6 separate regions of the Mus musculus genome follow, and regions 1, 2, 4, 5 and 6 are each linked to region 3. The links are chromatin contacts, called in public Hi-C and promoter capture Hi-C maps. All regions are on one chromosome and are shown on one strand. The core of a region is the stretch at or near the end of the contact, and the rest is flanking DNA. Distances in the headings are between cores, read along the strand shown. Region 1 holds the start of Edaradd (EDAR (ectodysplasin-A receptor)-associated death domain). Region 2 holds the start of Arid4b (AT rich interactive domain 4B (RBP1-like)). Region 3 holds the start of Larp4b (La ribonucleoprotein domain family, member 4B). Region 4 holds the start of Heatr1 (HEAT repeat containing 1). Region 5 holds the start of Klf6 (Kruppel-like factor 6). Region 6 holds the start of Ero1b (endoplasmic reticulum oxidoreductase 1 beta).

What was found. Promoter capture Hi-C pulls out the DNA fragments that hold promoters and counts their contacts. Hi-C and Micro-C count contacts between places; a contact is called where the count stands out from the background.
Region 1: a promoter capture Hi-C map of pre-B cells shows a contact between it and region 3. The contact joins the promoter of Edaradd here to the promoter of Larp4b in region 3. A contact is called at or near these places in 2 of 39 promoter capture datasets (cranial neural crest and pre-B cells).
Region 2: a promoter capture Hi-C map of pre-B cells shows a contact between it and region 3. The contact joins the promoter of Arid4b here to the promoter of Larp4b in region 3. A contact is called at or near these places in 2 of 39 promoter capture datasets (cranial neural crest and pre-B cells).
Region 4: a contact with region 3 is called in a promoter capture Hi-C map of pre-B cells. The contact joins the promoter of Heatr1 here to the promoter of Larp4b in region 3. A contact is called at or near these places in 5 of 39 promoter capture datasets (cranial neural crest, frontonasal cranial neural crest, hematopoietic stem and progenitor cells and 2 more), 1 of 484 Hi-C or Micro-C datasets (muscle stem cells) and 1 of 115 datasets of contacts at active chromatin or transcription factors (astrocytes).
Region 5: a contact with region 3 is called in a Hi-C map of B cells, with 5 read pairs. The contact joins the promoter of Klf6 here to the promoter of Larp4b in region 3. A contact is called at or near these places in 1 of 39 promoter capture datasets (pre-B cells) and 1 of 484 Hi-C or Micro-C datasets (B cells).
Region 6: a contact with region 3 is called in a promoter capture Hi-C map of pre-B cells. The contact joins the promoter of Ero1b here to the promoter of Larp4b in region 3. A contact is called at or near these places in 2 of 39 promoter capture datasets (cranial neural crest and pre-B cells) and 1 of 484 Hi-C or Micro-C datasets (CD4 T cells).

Annotation. Positions count from the first base shown.
Region 1 is chr13:12,519,015-12,521,943 of GRCm38.p6, forward strand. Edaradd (EDAR (ectodysplasin-A receptor)-associated death domain) reads right to left here and starts at 1,436. Exons shown (of 6, transcript NM_133643.4): 1 at 904-1,436. The coding sequence starts at 934.
Region 2 is chr13:14,062,225-14,065,155 of GRCm38.p6, forward strand. Arid4b (AT rich interactive domain 4B (RBP1-like)) reads left to right here and starts at 1,560. Exons shown (of 24, transcript NM_194262.2): 1 at 1,560-1,808; 2 at 2,601-2,655. The coding sequence starts at 2,650. Ggps1 (geranylgeranyl diphosphate synthase 1) reads right to left here and starts at 1,264. Exons shown (of 4, transcript NM_010282.3): 1 at 982-1,264.
Region 3 is chr13:9,092,581-9,095,280 of GRCm38.p6, forward strand. Larp4b (La ribonucleoprotein domain family, member 4B) reads left to right here and starts at 1,301. Exons shown (of 18, transcript NM_172585.3): 1 at 1,301-1,600.
Region 4 is chr13:12,394,083-12,396,782 of GRCm38.p6, forward strand. It overlaps Heatr1 (HEAT repeat containing 1), which reads left to right and starts at 1,293. Exons shown (of 45, transcript NM_144835.4): 1 at 1,293-1,388; 2 at 1,658-1,831; 3 at 2,340-2,556. The coding sequence starts at 1,690.
Region 5 is chr13:5,860,133-5,862,939 of GRCm38.p6, forward strand. Klf6 (Kruppel-like factor 6) reads left to right here and starts at 1,357. Exons shown (of 4, transcript NM_011803.2): 1 at 1,357-1,710. The coding sequence starts at 1,507.
Region 6 is chr13:12,564,283-12,567,218 of GRCm38.p6, forward strand. Ero1b (endoplasmic reticulum oxidoreductase 1 beta) reads left to right here and starts at 1,601. Exons shown (of 16, transcript NM_026184.2): 1 at 1,601-1,896. The coding sequence starts at 1,795.

The DNA.
Region 1 (2,929 bases), core at 186-2,685, 3.4 Mb after region 3:
CTGTGTGGCTCTTACCAGAGTGTCCAACCTCACCAAAACCAGAGAAAGACCTAGCGTACTCAAAGGGACATATCATCCTTTCGTTCACAAACACCGATGGAGTTTGTAGCTAGATTACAGGAGGACAGAGGAGATTCCTGGACGTTGACGTTTAAAGGAATTTTCCTTAAATGAGGGAGAAGCGATAGAAAAATCTAGATTCTGACCTCAGATATCAAAGCACATTTTTAATGTACTACGGGGACTAGAGACCTCCACAGGTGGGGATTGCGCATGTGGGCTCAGCCTCGTGGCTCTGTGGACAGTATAATAGTTGAATAGTGGCTCGGAGAGGTTAAGACTTGCACAGAAGCAAACACATCTCAGCAAAGTGAAGCTAGGAGGGAGAAGACGAACAAGGAAATGTGCGAGTGGAAAGCAAGGGAGAGCCTGGAAGGAAGGGGGTGCAGAATCCTCCCTCCTATGTTCTTTTCTATCAAAGGTTGGCTGACTTGTTTCAACCAGGCACCCGCGTGGCCCAGAACAAAAGCGCTCGGCCGGGCCTCCGCGTGGGGAGAGGGACCACGCACACCTTGCAGTGTGCAGGAAGCGAGCGATCAGCTGCTGCTCACAGAGGGGCAAGCGCAGGGGTAGGATCGGGAGAGGTAAGACGCGTGCCGCAGCTGTTCCCATCCAGCCTGACACACATCTGGCGCCCTGGTGTCCAAAAGAAAAAAAAAAAAAAAAAAGAAAGAAAGAAAGAAAGAAAGAAAGAAAGAAAGAAAGAAAGAAAGAAAGGAAGGAAGGAAGAAAGAAAGAAAAAAAAAACCGCTCCCAGGGGATGACTGAAGTTCAGTCTTTCAGTCTCATTAATCCAGCTGGTGGTCACACCCCAAGTGAGGGCGCGGCACCTTGCCGCTTTACCTGAGCGCAGAGGGTCGTCCGGAGAAGCCATGAAGACCAGGAGAGGACAGATGAGTGTCCGAGCAGGGGTGGACAGTCTCTAGGACCCCTGAGAACAGCAGGATCGCAGGGACCCAACCTCTTGCGTGGTAATGCGCGACTCTGTCTGCGCTCTGCCCTGCTGCTGCTGCTGCTCCTCCTCCTCCCTTTCCTCTTCTTGATCTCTGCCACTTCTTCCTCGTGCTCACTTCCTGCAATTAGCAAAGCCCCTTCCCGGCGCGAGTCTCTCCAGAACTCTGGAGAGGATTCCGTGGGTTGCGGTTGGGCACGAGAGGACACCGAGGGGCCCCCGGAGCACTTGCCCTGCTGGTACCTAGGGCGTAGAACCCTGGTCTTACCACGGAGGTCCCACGCGATCGCAACTGGGAGAGCCTTTCAGCTAGCCTTCCCCTGGCTGCCGCACGCGCGGGTGGCTTTCCCGGCTCCTAATCTCGTCCTCAGCTGGGACACCAAAGCACTCCCAGCGTGCTCCTTGCACAGGCCCGGGCTGAGACGCCTGCCGGCGATTTGATGTTTGAACAGTTTCCTAATCTTCAGGCAGCCTGAACGGCGGCATGACCGCACACGCTAGCACTTTCTAATTTGATGTTTCTTTGGCATTAGTTACTGCCTGACCTCCTGGGTGAGCACTACACAAAGGAGCGGGAAGAAAAGTCAGTCTTGAGGTCTCTGGTTTACTCCTCTGAAGGAAAAAGCAAAAACCAAAAAAACAGTATACGGTTCTGTTAGAAATGCAGAACCCATGGGCCCTTAAACGAATTAAGATTTAGCTTAAATGGGATTTTATTCTAATTAAGAGCAGAGAATCTGATCTTTTATTTTTTTATTTTTTTGTTTTTTGTTTTTTGGGTTTTTTCGAGATAGGGTTTCTCTGTATAGCCCTGGCTGTCCTGGAACTCACTCTGTAGAACTCAGAAATCCACCTGCCTCTGCCTGCCAAGTGCTGGGGTTAAAGGCATGTGCCACCACTGCATGGCGAATCTGATCTTTTAAAATGGCTATATTTTATTTAAAAGTTTAAGTTATTTCTATTATTTTTTAAATCATATTGGGGGTGAGGGGTATGAACACACAAGTACAGTGCCTACAGGGTCTAGAAGACGGTGGTAGCTCCCCTAAAGGTGGAGTTGCTGGTGGTTGTGGCCTTGCTAGGAACTGAGCTTGGGTCTTTTGCAAAAGTGGTAGCACTTTCAAGGCTAAGCTGCCTCTCCAGCTCTAGTGGCAGCATCTTCACTATGTGCCATATACAAAGGTTACAGACACGTTACATTTAATAGGAATCTCTGAAAGGAAGCACATAATCTATATCTGCCTTGGACATAAGCATAGAACTATTTTCTTTTTAAAAAAGGAGTTTAAAGGAGATGCCAGCCAAGGATGTAGGTCAGTAGTAGAGTGCCTGGCATGCATAAGCCCCAGCCTGATGATATACGTTGTAATCCCAGCACACAAGAGACTGAGGCAGGAGGGGAGTCTGGAGTTTGAGACCACCAAGAACTTTATGGTGTGGGGCTTTATTAAAAAAGAGGAGGAAGGGGGGAGGAGGAGGAAGTAAGAAAAGAAAGATTATTTCAGTATTTGCTGGACAATTTCATTAACAAATTACCCAATTCAGATTAATTAATAAACTGAACATTTCAGGGAGACAGCAAATGCCAATGTATCTTTGTGGTGCCCCCCAGGCTGCTCTGTGGTTCTGAGGCTCACGGCACTCTTGGGGTTGGTTTGTATTCTCCATAAGATGCTGCCATGGAAGAGTTGGGTCTTTAGAGAGGAGGCCACAAAGGCTCAGGTAAGGTAGGGAAATTAATTTAGAAAGGGTATTTTCTCAGGGAGTCTACTTTGAGGTTTGGTCTGTGGTTCCTTCTATACTCCACGCAGAGATGGAATTCATTTCTGAGGTTTGGTTGTTAGAAACCACATATACAGTTGGGCTGTCTTGTTAGCGCAAGTTCTAGCGGTTTGTTTTTCAAAAGGAAATTGTCAG
Region 2 (2,931 bases), core at 310-2,809, 5.0 Mb after region 3:
CTAATTGTCCTCTATATACTTTTTTCTTGAGACAGGGTCTATGTGGCCTAAGCTAGCCTGGAACTCATACTGTAGATCAGGCTGGTCTTAGCACTTGTCACCACCACAATGCTAAGCATTTCCTCTTCTTTTGGGTGCGTTATCATTTTAGCAATTCAAGTTAGGAATCCAAGATATCCTATTGTTCACTGGGCCATTGGACCAGATAAAAACTGTTTTTAATTTTTTTTTTTTTCCTTTTTTGAAGACAGGGTCATCCTGTTTCAGTCTCCAGGGTACTGGATCAAAATTCCTACCTCACCTCTCTGGGCCTCAGTTCTTCCTACTGGGAAGTCTTTTTCCTGAAACAGGTTTCCTTTCCTTTAGGGACTTCCCTTAGTAACTCTGGCTGGCTTCTTGAGTCAAGCTTAGTTCTCACACTCTCAGGAAAACCTTTCTATACCTCTCGAAGCCAAAGGTCCTCCTATCAGGTTTCATTTTGACTAGACTTCCGTTCAGGAAGTTATACATCCCCTCTTTCCACATGAGGACTTCTAACATCTCAGAGGGTGAACTCTGAGCATCAAACATTCATACAATATTGAAAATTTCATGCAAAGTATCTCTCTCTCTTTTTAAAATAGGCCGGCTCTGGCTTGAGACTAGCGACACAGATATGGGTCACCGAGCTCAGCTGTTAGGCGCATAGCAAGAACCTTTGACTCCAAGCCCCGGGGGGCGATGGCTCTGAAGGAAAAGAAAGGGCTCCACACAGGCATAGCTGTAATAAGCTCGCAGGCGGGCTTCTTCCCTGCGCTGCACCGGTGGCCCTTCCACTCTTTCCGAGCTCCTCTGCCTCCCCTCATCCCAGCACCCGGCCGGCAGTCACTCCGAGCCGGGTCAGCATCCGGGTCCTCTCTCCCTCCTTACTGCTTCCTCCTCCGTACCGCCCCCTCCCCCGCTCCCCATCCGGGTCCCCCCTGCCACCGCGCTGTTGCTCACGGTTCCACGATGATCTCAGACTTGAAGCCGCCGCCGGTACGAGACTAGCAGTGCCCACATCGACTTCTCAATTTATTGTTCTGACTGCGGCTCTTCAAGAGGCTTCCTTGGAGCCCTCCCACTATTTCACACAGAAATCTCTGCCCTCCTCAGCGGCCAGCGACGCCGCAGCACTCAGTGCAAGAAAATACGCCATCCCTATCACACTGCGCAGGCGTCGTATGCCACCTCCCCTCTGCCTCATGGCCGCGCCTCCTTCCCCTCCCCTCTCTCGTCGAACGCAGGCAAGTGGGCATTGCGGTCTTGGTAGTTCTAATGTCCGTCAGTTTACCGATTGGCCTAGAAGACTGGACTACAATTCCCAGAAAGTATTGAGGGATAACTTTCTGTTTCCATAGAACTGGTGGGTAAATGGCGTCGTTGTTTGCATCGCTCAAACCAATAGAAACTTGGAAGAGGCGGGCTCCAAAGAATCCTACCCAATCCTAGGTCGTCTGAGAGGCATCCGGGAAAGAGGTAGGGGAGGGGCAAAGGGCCGAGGGGAGGGGAGAAGGGGCAGGGGGGCCAGAGAGGGGGGAAAGCGATGTTTGCCCGTCAGTCGAGTCCGGAGTGAGGAGCTCGGGCGCTGGAGCGGAGGGAGAGTCTCGAGCCGCAGTTTGCCGCCGCGACGGCCACCGCCTGGACTTCTGCCCGGAGGGAGCCGCTGAAGGTCGGCCGCCGTGTTCCTCTGGAGGGCTGTGAGACCGGGGCCCGGACCTCCGTCCGAGAGGGATTTTTTTGTCGCCCCCCTCCCCCCGCGAGGGAGCCGGAGCGGCCGCCAAACAAAGGTACCAGTCGCCGCCACGGGAGGAGGAGGAGTCGGAGCCGGAGTCCCGGCCGCCGGCGGACCCGCAGCTCCTTCGCTCTCTCTCCCCACAGGCCTGCTGGTGTTGGGGGTGGGGGGAGGCGGATCAGGGGGCTCTGGCCGCAGGGCTCAGACCTCGTCTGTGCCCGAGGTAGGGACATTCTTTTCTATGGGGGAAGCTCCGGGCCGGGCCGCGCATCGGGGCAGATGGCAACGGGGCTGAGTCGGCGCTCGCAGCGGGGCCTCGGCCTCCTGGGACCCCCGCCCCCCGCCGCGCCGAGCCGGAGCCGCCCTACCCGGGCCGCACCGTGGGCCCGGCGGCCTCGGGCCGCCGTGCTGGGAGCTGGATGTCCTCGGTGCCCGGTCCCGGCTCCCACTTGTGGGCCTTGGCTCGGGCGGGACGCGGGCGGACGCTGTGGGGCCGAGCCTCCGCAGCCCAAGGGCCCGCCGGTTCACCGAGGGCTCAGTCCGGGGGCTCCGGGCATCGCGGTTCCGTAGGCTTGGACGGTCGCAGCCGCGCTTCAGGCCGCGCCGGACCCTGGGCTTGTTGTGAGTTTTCTTCTGACAGAAATGGCGTCATCGTGGAGGACGGGGGAAAAGTCCGTGGAGTCGCGACAATGGGGCGGCGGGCGGTGGGGGCGGTAGGGGCGGTGGGATGGCGCGTGCCTGCTCGGGGCTCCTGGCCCCGCTCGGTGCCGCCCCCGCCCCTACGGCCTGGGGCGGGGGTGGTGGTGGTGCCGGTGGTGCTGACCCGGTGTCTTTGTTTCCCCTCCAGGTGCAGGTGAAGCTGGTGTCGCCGTGGGGATCGCGGCCCCAGAGTCACCATGAAGGTAAGGCGTCACTTAGCCAGTTTGAGTGGCTTTCGAATTCAGGAAGTGTCGGGGCTGTAGCAGGCCTGCGAGTTTTGCAGAGGCAGGTGTGTGTGTGTGTGTGTGTGTGTGTGTGTGTGGAGTGGCTCGGTGTGGAGCTTTCCCTGACAGGGTCAGCTGGAGCGAACATCCACAGGCTGTGTGTTTCGAAGTTATGGAGTCAGTTAGGAGATAACCTCACCCAAGCTGTTCAGGTTTCCCAAACAGAACAGCACCTTTTGCATGGAGCCGAAGGAA
Region 3 (2,700 bases), core at 51-2,550:
GCATTAATAGTACTAATGTTGTATATTCTTTCCAGTACCAGAGGCAAGCTTTACTTACAATTTATTATCTTTAGAGACACGTCAATGAGTAGGGCACATAGTGCCAGGCAGTACTTCCAACTCGGGAGGTGGGAGGCAAAACAATCAATGCGAGGGAGCCAGCCTGTGTAAAAATAGTGAGAACTGGTCTTTGAAGAAGAAATACCGTGAGAATAGTTACTATGAGACTAAATACTGTGAGAATGCCTGTGAAATAGTTAACTAGGAAACAGTCTTAAGCCTAGTAACTGCAACAAGGTGTCACATAGAGGCTGGGTGAGGTGGCTCACTTGGTTAAGGCCTTTGCTCTGAAGTGTAAACACCAAGAGTTTGAGCATCAAGACCCAGAGGGAGGAAGAGAAGAAACTCCCACAAAAAAGACCCAATACAGGAGAGTCAAAGATGGTTCTTCCAAAATGCACTCTTCAGTATTTGAAAAATGTTCCTAGAAACCAATGAGCAGAACCATGGTATGGTATGGTATGGTATGGTATGGTATGGTAACCATGGATATTGTTCCAAGAGAGCTTTTTCATTCGGGAAAAATTCGTATGGCTTCGAATAATGAATTATAGACAGTAAGCAACCGGCGAATAAACGCAGATAAGTAGGCAGCAAGTTTTAAGTAAAGTAAATGTAATATACGTTTTTTCTTTTTTTTTTTTAAAAGAAAATCGATAAAAGAAGGGTTTTAGTATTTTCAATTCTCTGGGAAGCGACAAGAGCAGGTTTCTTTGCTTATCCAAATCATTCTTGTCCCATACTGAAGTCGGGGAAGCTGTAGAGAAATGCCGGACATGGGTCCAGGTCCTGGGGACAGCGGGTCCGGAGCGAGGGGTGCGCTTTCAGGACGCCACCAGCCTGGGACGCCCCACACCCCAGCACTTGCTCATAAGATGCTAAGCTGCCTACAACTGGCGCTCCGACTGCTACAGGGCGGGGCTTGCAGAATGGGCGGGGAGAGACGAGGTGTGCGGCGCGCGCAGCAGCTCAGGGCGGGGCGGGGCGGGGTGGGGCGGCGCGGGGCGGTGCGGGGTGTGGGGGGGGAAATTGGCGTCGTGCGCGCACGCGCCAATCACAGATGCCGCGAGATGGGTGCGCGCCGAGAGGCCGGGGGAAGTAGAAGGGAGGACTCGCGTCCCCTCTTAGCCAATCGCTACGCAGCGCCTCCATGACGCTAGGCTCTCCTGGGCGCCAAACGCCAGTCGGCGGGCCGGGTGGGTGAGGGCGCCGGGGTAGGGCGCGGGGCCGCGCGGGGGTGGGACTTCCGCAGGGCCCCGGAAGTGGGATCTGTGTGTTCTCATGCGAACGGGAAGGAGCGTTGGGGATCTGGAGTCTCGAGGTTGAGACATTTTCGGGCCCGAAAAAGGAAGGATCGGCTGCCGTCGCTGCCAAGTCCGCGCCCGCTCTTCTTTGCTGTCTCCGGCCCGGCCCGGCCGTGCCGCCTTTTCTTGCCGTCTCCCTCCTCGGCCGTCCCCGCGTGTTTTGCGCGGTCGCCGGGCACCGGGGCTGCGGCGACGAGCCCGCGGGCGGCCGGTCGGGCGGGGCGGGCGGCTGACAGGTGAGCGGGGCGGTCCTCGGTCACCGACGGGGCGGCCTCCCTCCGCGCCCCGTGCTCGGACCCGCGCCTCCACCAGCCTGTCACCGGGCCGCCATCTTCCCGGAGGGACGGGGCCAGTGGCGGGCAGGGCCGGGCCCGGGCGGGGAGGGGAACGGCACAGGGCCGGGCTGGGGCCGGCGCTGGGGAGGACAGAAAGAGGGGCAGTGCCGCGGAGGGAGCGGCAGGGCAGGCTGGACTGTGGCCCCGATAGCCCGGGGTAGGCTGGACCTGGGAGGACCTGCGGGCCGGGGTCAGACCTGACTGACACGGCCCTGGCCGGGGAGGACTGGAGCGAAGTGAGACGTGTGCAGAGTCTTCCCGGAGGCCGCGTCTCCCAGGCTCTTGGGGGTTTGCCTATGCAGCCCGAGGAGAATGGGCTGGGGTCGCAGGCCACCATCGCCCCGAGGGCAGGCGGGCGGGCCCCGGGGACCCGCAGTGCGGCGCCCGGGGCCTCGCCCCCCTCGGTCCCGCCGGAGACCGGCCAGACAGCCGCGCTCGCTGCTGCGGGGAGAGGTGGCTCATTAGGGAATCGCATTCCTTTAGAACCAGGAAGTTAGGATCCTGTTGCTCGAGTGTGTGTTTGGAATGCTGCTCCCTTTTCCCCCATACACTTGATAGACTTGAGCGGGTCCGACTTTGAGATAGTTAAGAAATAAAAATTAAATGTGAAGACTCATGGTAACCGGCCAGGAACCTCTTAACCACCTGCTTCTCAGTGGTGTATAGTAGAACATGAAGTTTGTTGAGTTGAGGTCATTGCATCTTGTGACTTTCAGTGAATGTAATCTTGTTAACCCCCTCGTTTTTTGGTGTAAGGTGGCTTTGAATTTGGACTGACTCGAAATGTGAGAAAACGACCCGGAGAAAAATGATCTCAATCTGCCTTCCATTCGCGACCTTCTCACTGGCGTTGGAATACTTTGTTTTAATCATAAACTGAAACTTTGAAGTTTTCCATAACTGAACAAACGGGAGGGCTTCCCATGGCTGCAGTGGAATTAGTTTGTAGCACACAGTCAAACAAGGGAGTTTTAAATAGAGGCAATAGCAACTGCATTTGT
Region 4 (2,700 bases), core at 43-2,542, 3.3 Mb after region 3:
TTTGGACCTTTTTTGCCTCATAATTCTTTGTCAGGGCATCTTTTCCCCTCCTTATAGGTCCTTTGCGTATATATCTCCGTTTCTGGTTTTGCATTTTTATAAGCTTTCTGTGTGTATAAGCAGGTATGTCTCTTTCTATATGTGTTTCTTGAGCTTTTTCTTTGGCACTTTTTTCTTCTCTTTGTTTTGTCTTATTCTGATGTTTGTTTTTATTTTGCCTATCGCCTTCGTCGTCATCATCGTATGTTTGTACCCTAAATAAGAAAGAGAAAAAACGGTGTGGATTTGGGTGGAAGGGGAAGTGTTGGAGGATCTGGGAAGAGTTGTGGAACGAAACTGTAACCAGAATATGAAAACAAAAAAGTTTTGTGTATTTTTTGTTTTTGTTTTTTGTTTGTTTTTGAGACAAGGTTTCTCTGTGCAGCTCTGGATATTCTGAAACTCACTCCACAAATCAGGCTTGCCTCGAATTCAGATCTGACTGCCTCTGCCTCCCTCGAGCTGGAATTAAAGAAGTGAGCCGCCACCTCCCATCTTGAAAAAAGTTATTTTCACTTAAAAAAATTAAAATGTCATGTTTCTAATAATAATAATAACAGAATAAGAAAAACACCACTCCCTAGGACTGCAGACAAGGCAAAGGTGATAAGGTTGTCAGTAACTGCGTTCAGCGAGTGTTTACTACTTACAGAGCAACCAGATTGCACTGAGAACTACAACTCACGTTAGGTTTGTGCCCTCCTCGGGTAGCATTAGAATTAGAAACGCGGCTTCCCGCGCTTCAGCCCCTCGCAGGCTGGATAAGTATCTCGTGAATGACCGGTTCCTGCTACACACCCGTAAAGCTCCCAAAGGCGGTTGGGGAAAAAGAATCCCAGACCTAAGCCTGAAGGCACATAGCAACACTGAGCGAGGCGTCGGGTACCTAGAGAAGCGAGCTGTAGCACCAAGGAGCGGAGGGGCGGGACTTATAGGTGGCTTTCTGGAAAGAAGGGGGAGGTACTGTAGGCGTGGCTTAGCACATTTTCGTGAGGGTGGAGCTTAAAGGAGGGGCGTGGAATAAATGTGGTGTCTTGGAAAGAGGTGCGGATGGAAGGCGGAGCTTAACTGGATGAGCGAGCGGAGGGTGGGGCTTTGAGGTTCAGGCCCTTAGAGGGGAAAGTAGGCGGGGAATTAAATGGCTGGCCTGAATAGGCGGAACTTAGAGTCACGGAGGCGGGGCCGTTGTATTGCGTTTTCTACAAAGGTGTCCCTTTTCTCTTGCCGTAGTGAGAAGCCGGAAGTTCCTATGAGGCGTGCTTTAGAGTTCCGGGACAGTGCCGGCACCATGTGGGAGCTGATCTGAGGAGTTGTTAGCTGTCTAATCCTGCTGATATTCCGAGTTCAGGGTGAGGAGGAGCACGGTGCGGCTAGGCGCGGCCGTGACTTGGAACGGGTGGCCGGGTGGGCCGTGAGGTCGTGGTGCAGAGCTGGGGAAAGCTGGTGCTGCGGAGGCGTAGTTAACGCAATTGCTGTGGTGGGTCCTGGAGGGTCGGGGAAGCAAGTTTCTGTGTCCTCGAAAGGACTGAGCGCTGTATTGCCAGAGCATGAGCCCTGGCCTGCCATCTGTTAAGGCGCCTGACGTTTCCTAAAAACTTTTCACGCTGTTCGTTCTTAGCCGGTGTTTTGAGACATCCGCCTCCGTGCAAGATGACGTCCTTAGCCCAGCAGCTCCAGCGACTCGCCCTCCCTCAAACTGATCCCAGCCTCCTATCGAGACGTGAAGTTGCCTCTCTGTTATTTGACCCCAAGGAGGCGGCCACAATCGACAGGGACACCGCCTTTGCCATCGGTGAGCCACCTTTCACTTAGCAAAGCTCCCAGAGCATGATATCGGGGAGTTGGGGGGGGGGGAGGTTCTGTATTTTCTTGCCCCCCCCCCCGTTCGCTTCCCGAGCAGTACCTTGTTTTCTTGGTAAGGGGGTGGGAAACAGCAATACTGCTAGATGTGTGAATGTATTTATAAATAATGGTATCTGAAATTTCACAAACTAACTAATATGTAAAAAGGAAGAAAAGTAAAGAAACCGAGACAATGACTGTGGTGTGAGAGGAGACTTTCAGAACTAGATGTAGTTTTAATGACTAAAAAGAAGGGCTCGGGTGGAGTTCTTGTCATGAAGTACTTTCTTTTCTCCTAGTGAGTGGGGGTCAGATTTATCCTATATGTTAACAACTAAAGCCAGTGTTTGAGAGTGTCTAACACATGGTAACAGAGTTCATGAGCTTGGGGGTGAGGAGAACAGGAGAGTATCTGTTGGGTTTGCCTACAAAGAAGTTACACGTGACTCTCCTCCTAGGATGCACTGGCCTGGAGGAGCTTCTTGGGATTGACCCTGCCTTTGAACAGTTTGAAGCGCCATTGTTCAGCCAGCTGGCAAAAGGCTTGGAGCGCAGCGTCCAGACCAAAGCAGTGAACAAGCAGCTGGATGAAAACATTTCATCGTTCCTCCTTCACTTGTCTCCTTATTTCCTCCTCAAGCCAGCGCAGAAGTGTCTGGAATGGCTGATTCACAGGTAGCTAAACCTTCATTAGTTGCCAACACTTGGTAAGCTAGATTGCTTTCACAAATTTCAAAGGTTAACATGATGTTTAGAATGTCAAGTGAACATGCTCTTCTTGAATAGGGTGCCATTAGTTCCTGTCTAGTGTGTTTAGGG
Region 5 (2,807 bases), core at 107-2,606, 3.2 Mb before region 3:
TGACAAGCCTATGGTTCTGGCACATGCTTCTCTTCTAGACTTCGTAAATTAAACAGAAAAACTCCCCTCAGCTTATTTTACGTACTTGACAACTTTTAAAAGGATACTATTCATTAAAAATTATATTCGAAGTTGTTATAATTGGATTTTTATTCAAAAATTTTAGTCGCTCGTTTTTTTTTTTTTTTTTTTTAGATATCATGGTGTGCTTTGGTAGATAATTTGTATGAAAAAAATTGTCATCTTCAACCTAATTTGAATTGTTTACACATCCATGGGAAAGCCTGTTAACCTTGGTGAGACATCTCCGAGACTGCCTTCTACGAGATAAACAGATTTAAACCCCATTAGCAGCAAAATCTGCATCTTCTTTGAATTAAAACTGTGCAACAAGAAAAAGGGGAGTTTTAAGCTGTGAATGTCCAGGTCTCCAAGTACAGTGTGGCCATGGCGCCAGGTCACGGATGCGATCTTAAAAGCTGCATTTTCAACTTTTGAGTGGGTAAAATTCATTCCTGAGAACTGAGTGTTTTTGACACACTGGTCAGGTAGGGGGCTTTTGAGATGCTCTACCGTTTCCCCCTCTCTGCCTGCGTAAGAAGTGGGGGTATTTTGGTCTCAGGCTCCTGTCATCCTCCGTCCTAGACAGAAACTACCACACAGTGACTCTGGAGTACCAAGTCCCCCTGCTGTTCGGTCTTATTGTCCCATCGCCACAGGGAAACCTGCGGGCACGTTTGCGCCCACCCCGGGGCACCTCTGCATCTCTGAGTATGGAGGGGACTCCGAACAAAGAGAGAAATCAAGGGACCAAGGAGAATGGAGGGTCAGGGAAGGATCCGGGAACACGGGAACCCAGCGGGAGGAAATGAGGGGGATCGGGAATATGTCTGCTATCTTTGGTCTTTTTGGGGGGTGCCGGTCCGTGTGACCGGATCAGAAGGTGCAACCGGGCAGCCGGGCGGCGGGGACAGGTGCCCGGTTGCCCGGCTAGGCTCCCCCAGCTCCGGCCGCTCCGGCCGCACTTCTGCAACGTTGGGCTGTACACCTCCCAGCGCCGACTCCTTCGGTGCGCCGTAGCCCTCGCCTTATATACCCTGCTAAAAATAGCCTGTGAGACGTCTTTCCAATCAGCGCAGGCCGAGTTCGAATTGCACCAATAAGGAGGCCTTTAATGAAGAGGCTCGGTCACGCCAGGCGGGGCCGCTGTGTGTCCGCACCGGCGATTGGTGCGAGCTGACATCATCGTCGCGCAGCCCCGGGTACAGGAGCGGCAGGATTGGGTACCGTGGGGGGCGGAGCTCCAAGCTGGTCACGTGGGGGGAGAAGGGGGGAGCCAAGCGGGGGAGGAGGGGGGAGGCTGGCAGCGGAGCTTTGAATAGGGAAGTTTTGCAGGGGTTACGCTTGCAGTCAGTCCGCTGTTTGCAAATATTGCGTGGGCTCGGCGCGCTGCGGGCTGCGGGAGGGTCCGGACCCGGCGTCCGATTGCAGCGCCATCCAGTTTGCATGAAACTTTCACCTGCGCTCCCGGGAACAGTTTCTGCTCGGACTCCTGATCGTTCACCTCCCTGTTTTCCCGACAGCGAGGACTGTCTTTTCCAACCCGACATGGATGTGCTCCCAATGTGTAGCATCTTCCAGGAACTACAGATTGTGCACGAAACGGGCTACTTCTCGGCTCTGCCGTCCCTGGAGGAATATTGGCAACAGGTAAATACGGATTTTTTTTTTTTTTTCACCTGCCCGGTACGCCGAGGAGGGAGTCGCGCGGAGGAGCAGGCAAGATGGTGTGTGCTTGGAAGTGCATCTTTTTAATGATGATTAGCATTTGCCTAATTAAAAATATAAAGTAATGATCTTAAGATGTCCTTCTGCTGCCTGGAATGATGAAGGCACTGTAGAGCGAGCCTTCGGGAGCGAGGAGTAGAGTTGTCATTTGTGTGAAGGCGAGCTCTCCTTCCCACTACGTTTTTATTTCTTCATTTTTTTTTCGTGTTTTGCTAATTCCGAGCTTACGAGCAGCATACACCTGGGGGGGGGGACCCCAAATTATTCTGACCGATCCAGACCTGAGCCCTTGGCACAAGTTTGGGGTTTGTACCAGCTCCAAACTCCACAGCTGGACCCTGTCATACGAACGAGCTTGCCTTGACTACCAAAAGATTTGATTTAAGGATTTTGGTTTTGTTTTGATATTTGTATGTCCCAAATTTAAAAGTCTTAACATTTTGCTTGCGGAACGCAGTAGTTCTTTTTGAATTCAAGGCCATTTGCAGTTTCTTTTCCGTCTGGATAATTTCTTATCATTCACGTATGCCTGCCTTGTTTTTCTTACCTGCTTTTCTTGTTGACTGCGCGGCGGGTGTGTGTGTGTGGGGGTGCTGTTTGCACACAAGTGACTTGTCAGTCATATGACAATGAGTCCATTCCTAGTTGCTTCGGGTCTTACTTTGGGCAAGAAAAATCTCTAATTCCGGCATTTTAGTGGAACTAGAATTTGGGGCAACCGGAATAAAAGAAACACCCCCTACCCCTTCTAAGTCATAGGATTCTGTGAGTGGCAAAAATATTCTCAAACACTTTCACCATTGTCTTTAAAAACGATGATTCTGTGGCCGTCTCTCTACCCTTCTGGGTATTTTTTTTCCTCCAAGTGAATTAGCAGATCAAATAAATTCCGTCGGTTTCACAACCTCCCAGGCTTTAAAACCCAGGAAAAGCGAAGTGTTGGCTGAAACCTCCCCATGCCGGCTTAATTGTTCACAATCCTCTCTGCCTTTCTCTCCCCCTCTCCATTTTTCCTCCTC
Region 6 (2,936 bases), core at 351-2,850, 3.5 Mb after region 3:
ATGTGAAATTTAAAAATAAGGCAGTTTATAACTAAAAAAAATGGCTATGTTCCATGATGTACACATTATCTGGGCCAATTGCAGCACAAAGGGACCTGAGGAAAGTCCCATGCATACCCAAAGCGCAGAGCGATGAAGAGCATAGAAAGGCAGCTTTGAGAAGCAAGTCGCACACAGTTCTCTGTTAGCTATGTGGAGAAAAGGGAGCTGGTGACATGGGAAGATGGCCTGTGAAGTTCCAGGGTCTTGGACTGGTTTATTGTTCTGTTGTCTCCGCCTTAAAAGTCTTCTCATTTCCCCTGGACTTTCATTTCTGGCTGACCCTACAGATCATGCAGTGGGTCTAGATGGAATCATGGATGCGAATGTTCTCATGTTACCAGAGAGGCCAGAGGAGATTTTGAAGATGTGATTAAGGATTTTGAGATCAGGAAATTGCCTGGGTTATCCGGGTGAGCACCATGCAATCGAAAGTCTTTATATGTAGGGACACAAGAGAGATAGGGTCAGAAAGCACAGACGACAAAAGCAGGCTATGCCACTGTGTCATGTGAGGTCCTGAATCTAGGAATTTGATTGGCCATAGAAGCTAGAAAAAGCAAGGAAACATTATTCTCTAGAATATTCCAAATGGATGCAGTTTGTTTTAGTTTTCTGGCTTCCAGAATGTAAGATAATACATTGGGGTTGTTTTCAATCACTACCCTTCTGGTCATTTGTTACATCAACAATGACAAATTGATACATACTACTGAATGTAAGTTTCCTATAACTCAGGAATATCGGTAAAGTTAGCGATTACCATTAATTGATCACTTATTTGCTAGGGACTACAGGAAGCTTATGTACATAACCTTACATAATCCCAGAACAATATTTGAGGTGTAATTAAGACCACAAAACCATCTAGAATGTGTTACATTTGGGATAGTCTATGTCCCTTTAAGCTTTTCTGTGCGTTTATCCCGATTCTTCGTTTTTCACTGTATAGACTGGGGTTTTCCTTCATCCTTTAAAATGTATTATAGATTTTCTGGTGTTGGTAGAGGAGTAGTGGAGACACCAAGCAATGATACTTCTGGGGCATGTGACATGAAGGAGGTGCTGAAGACTTCCTGACAAGATGCCAGGTGGTTTTAGGTAGCTGCAGAGGTGAGAAAAAAGGCAAAGAAAGCTCTTGGGAATAGCAAGTCAAAGATTCGGCCGGCCTGGCGAGAAAATCCTGGCCCCAGTAGGTCAAGCGGTGACAAAGAGCTATTGGCATAGTGCCTGAAGACCTGCGGGGATGGGGGTGGACAGTCTTGTTTCTCAGAGCGACGAAACAGAGGTTCCACCACCTCAGGCCAACCCCTAAAACAGCACCCACTCTCCCGCCTGCTCCTGGGTGTTTTGGAGGCCTCGTGGTCCCGCCTCATTGGCCGCCGCGGAGCCCCGCCTCAGGGAGGCAGAGCGACCTCCGAGCCTGTAGTTCTCCATTTTCAAGACCTTCCCACTGTGGGGGGGCCCCAAGGGGCTACAGGGACTACAACTCCCAGAAGGCTTTGCGCAGAGGGCGTGATCATAACTGAGGACGCCGGGGGCGGGGCCTCCTGGGATGAAGCGGGGGCGCGCAGCACTGGTACATCAGTCGCTGCTGCTGCGAACGGTAGAGTGTTCCTTGCCCGAGACCGGCGCTCAGACCCCGGGTCCTGGAGGCTCCCGGCTCCCAGGCACTGCCCCCTGCTGTCGTCGTCGCGGCGGGCCGTCGTTCCCCAGCCCCGATCGGCCGAGGCGACGGCAGCGGCCGAGGTCACCATGAGTCCGGGGTTCCGCCGGGCCGTTACTGGGCAGGGGGCGGCGGCCGCGGTGCAACTGCTTGTCACCCTGAGCTTCCTCTCAAGTCTGGTCAAGACTCAGGTAAGCCCGAGGACCAAAGGCAGGGGACGGGTCACGCCGGCGTCGCCGAGAGGCCGAGGTGCAGGTGCGAGTGGCCAGCCAGGGATTGAGAACCGCGCCGGCTAGTGCGGGAAACGTCTGTAAAGCGCGGCGGGCGCGGGGACACGACACGCGTGGTGATGGTTTACGGAAGAGGAAGATGGTGACGGCCAGTAAGCGCTAGCGGCTTTATCTTTGTGATGGTGACGGGGAGACACAAGTCTTGAGTGGTGAAGGTGTTGGGGACACAAACCTCTGACATCCTTCCCTCAGATGACAGGGAGGCAGACCCTCCATCCTCTTCCTGGGCTAGAGGGGGCATTACTTCATTTCCTTGAACTTGTGCTCTAGAGATAGCTATAGGCATTACCCGCTTTATAATTATCCACCTGTCCTACGTATGCAAAGTGGCATGCCAGGTGAGCCCAGTTATGACACTGGAGGGCCTAGGCCCCTACTGTGGGCTTCTTAAGTCTATAGTGAGGCTTGCTGGCTGGACAGTCCGGTAGACTTTGACGTTGCCTTGGTTAGGCAGGTATTACTGAAGTGTTCACTACATACTCGAAAGCCAAAGCACAGCCTCTTGCCTTGAAAAGAGATAGGTTAGCTCTGCCTCTTTTAGTGAGGAAGGTTTGAACAGGTTGCCAGATGCTGCTATATCTTGTCTGCACCTGCTGCAAAGTGCTAGCTCGAAGAGCCAAAACCGAAGAAAAACAAAAGTGTCTCAGATGGCCTGATAATGAGGGGCATGCAGTTTGAAGCAATTAACACTCATTGCTAAGAGAAAAAAAAATGATGGTAACTGTGAGAGTAACCGTGTAAACATGTTTTTCTGCCTTGTTCATGGTGTTATGGTGTCCAGCATGAAGTCCTAGAATACAAGAATATTCTGTTTGTGTCCATGTGTGAGTTCTCTTGAATGATTTGATAAAAATAAACAGCTAGGAACAGTGGCATACACCTGTAGCCTCAGCTCTCAGGGGTAAAAAACACAAACAGTAGGAAAAACAGTAGGATTGCCG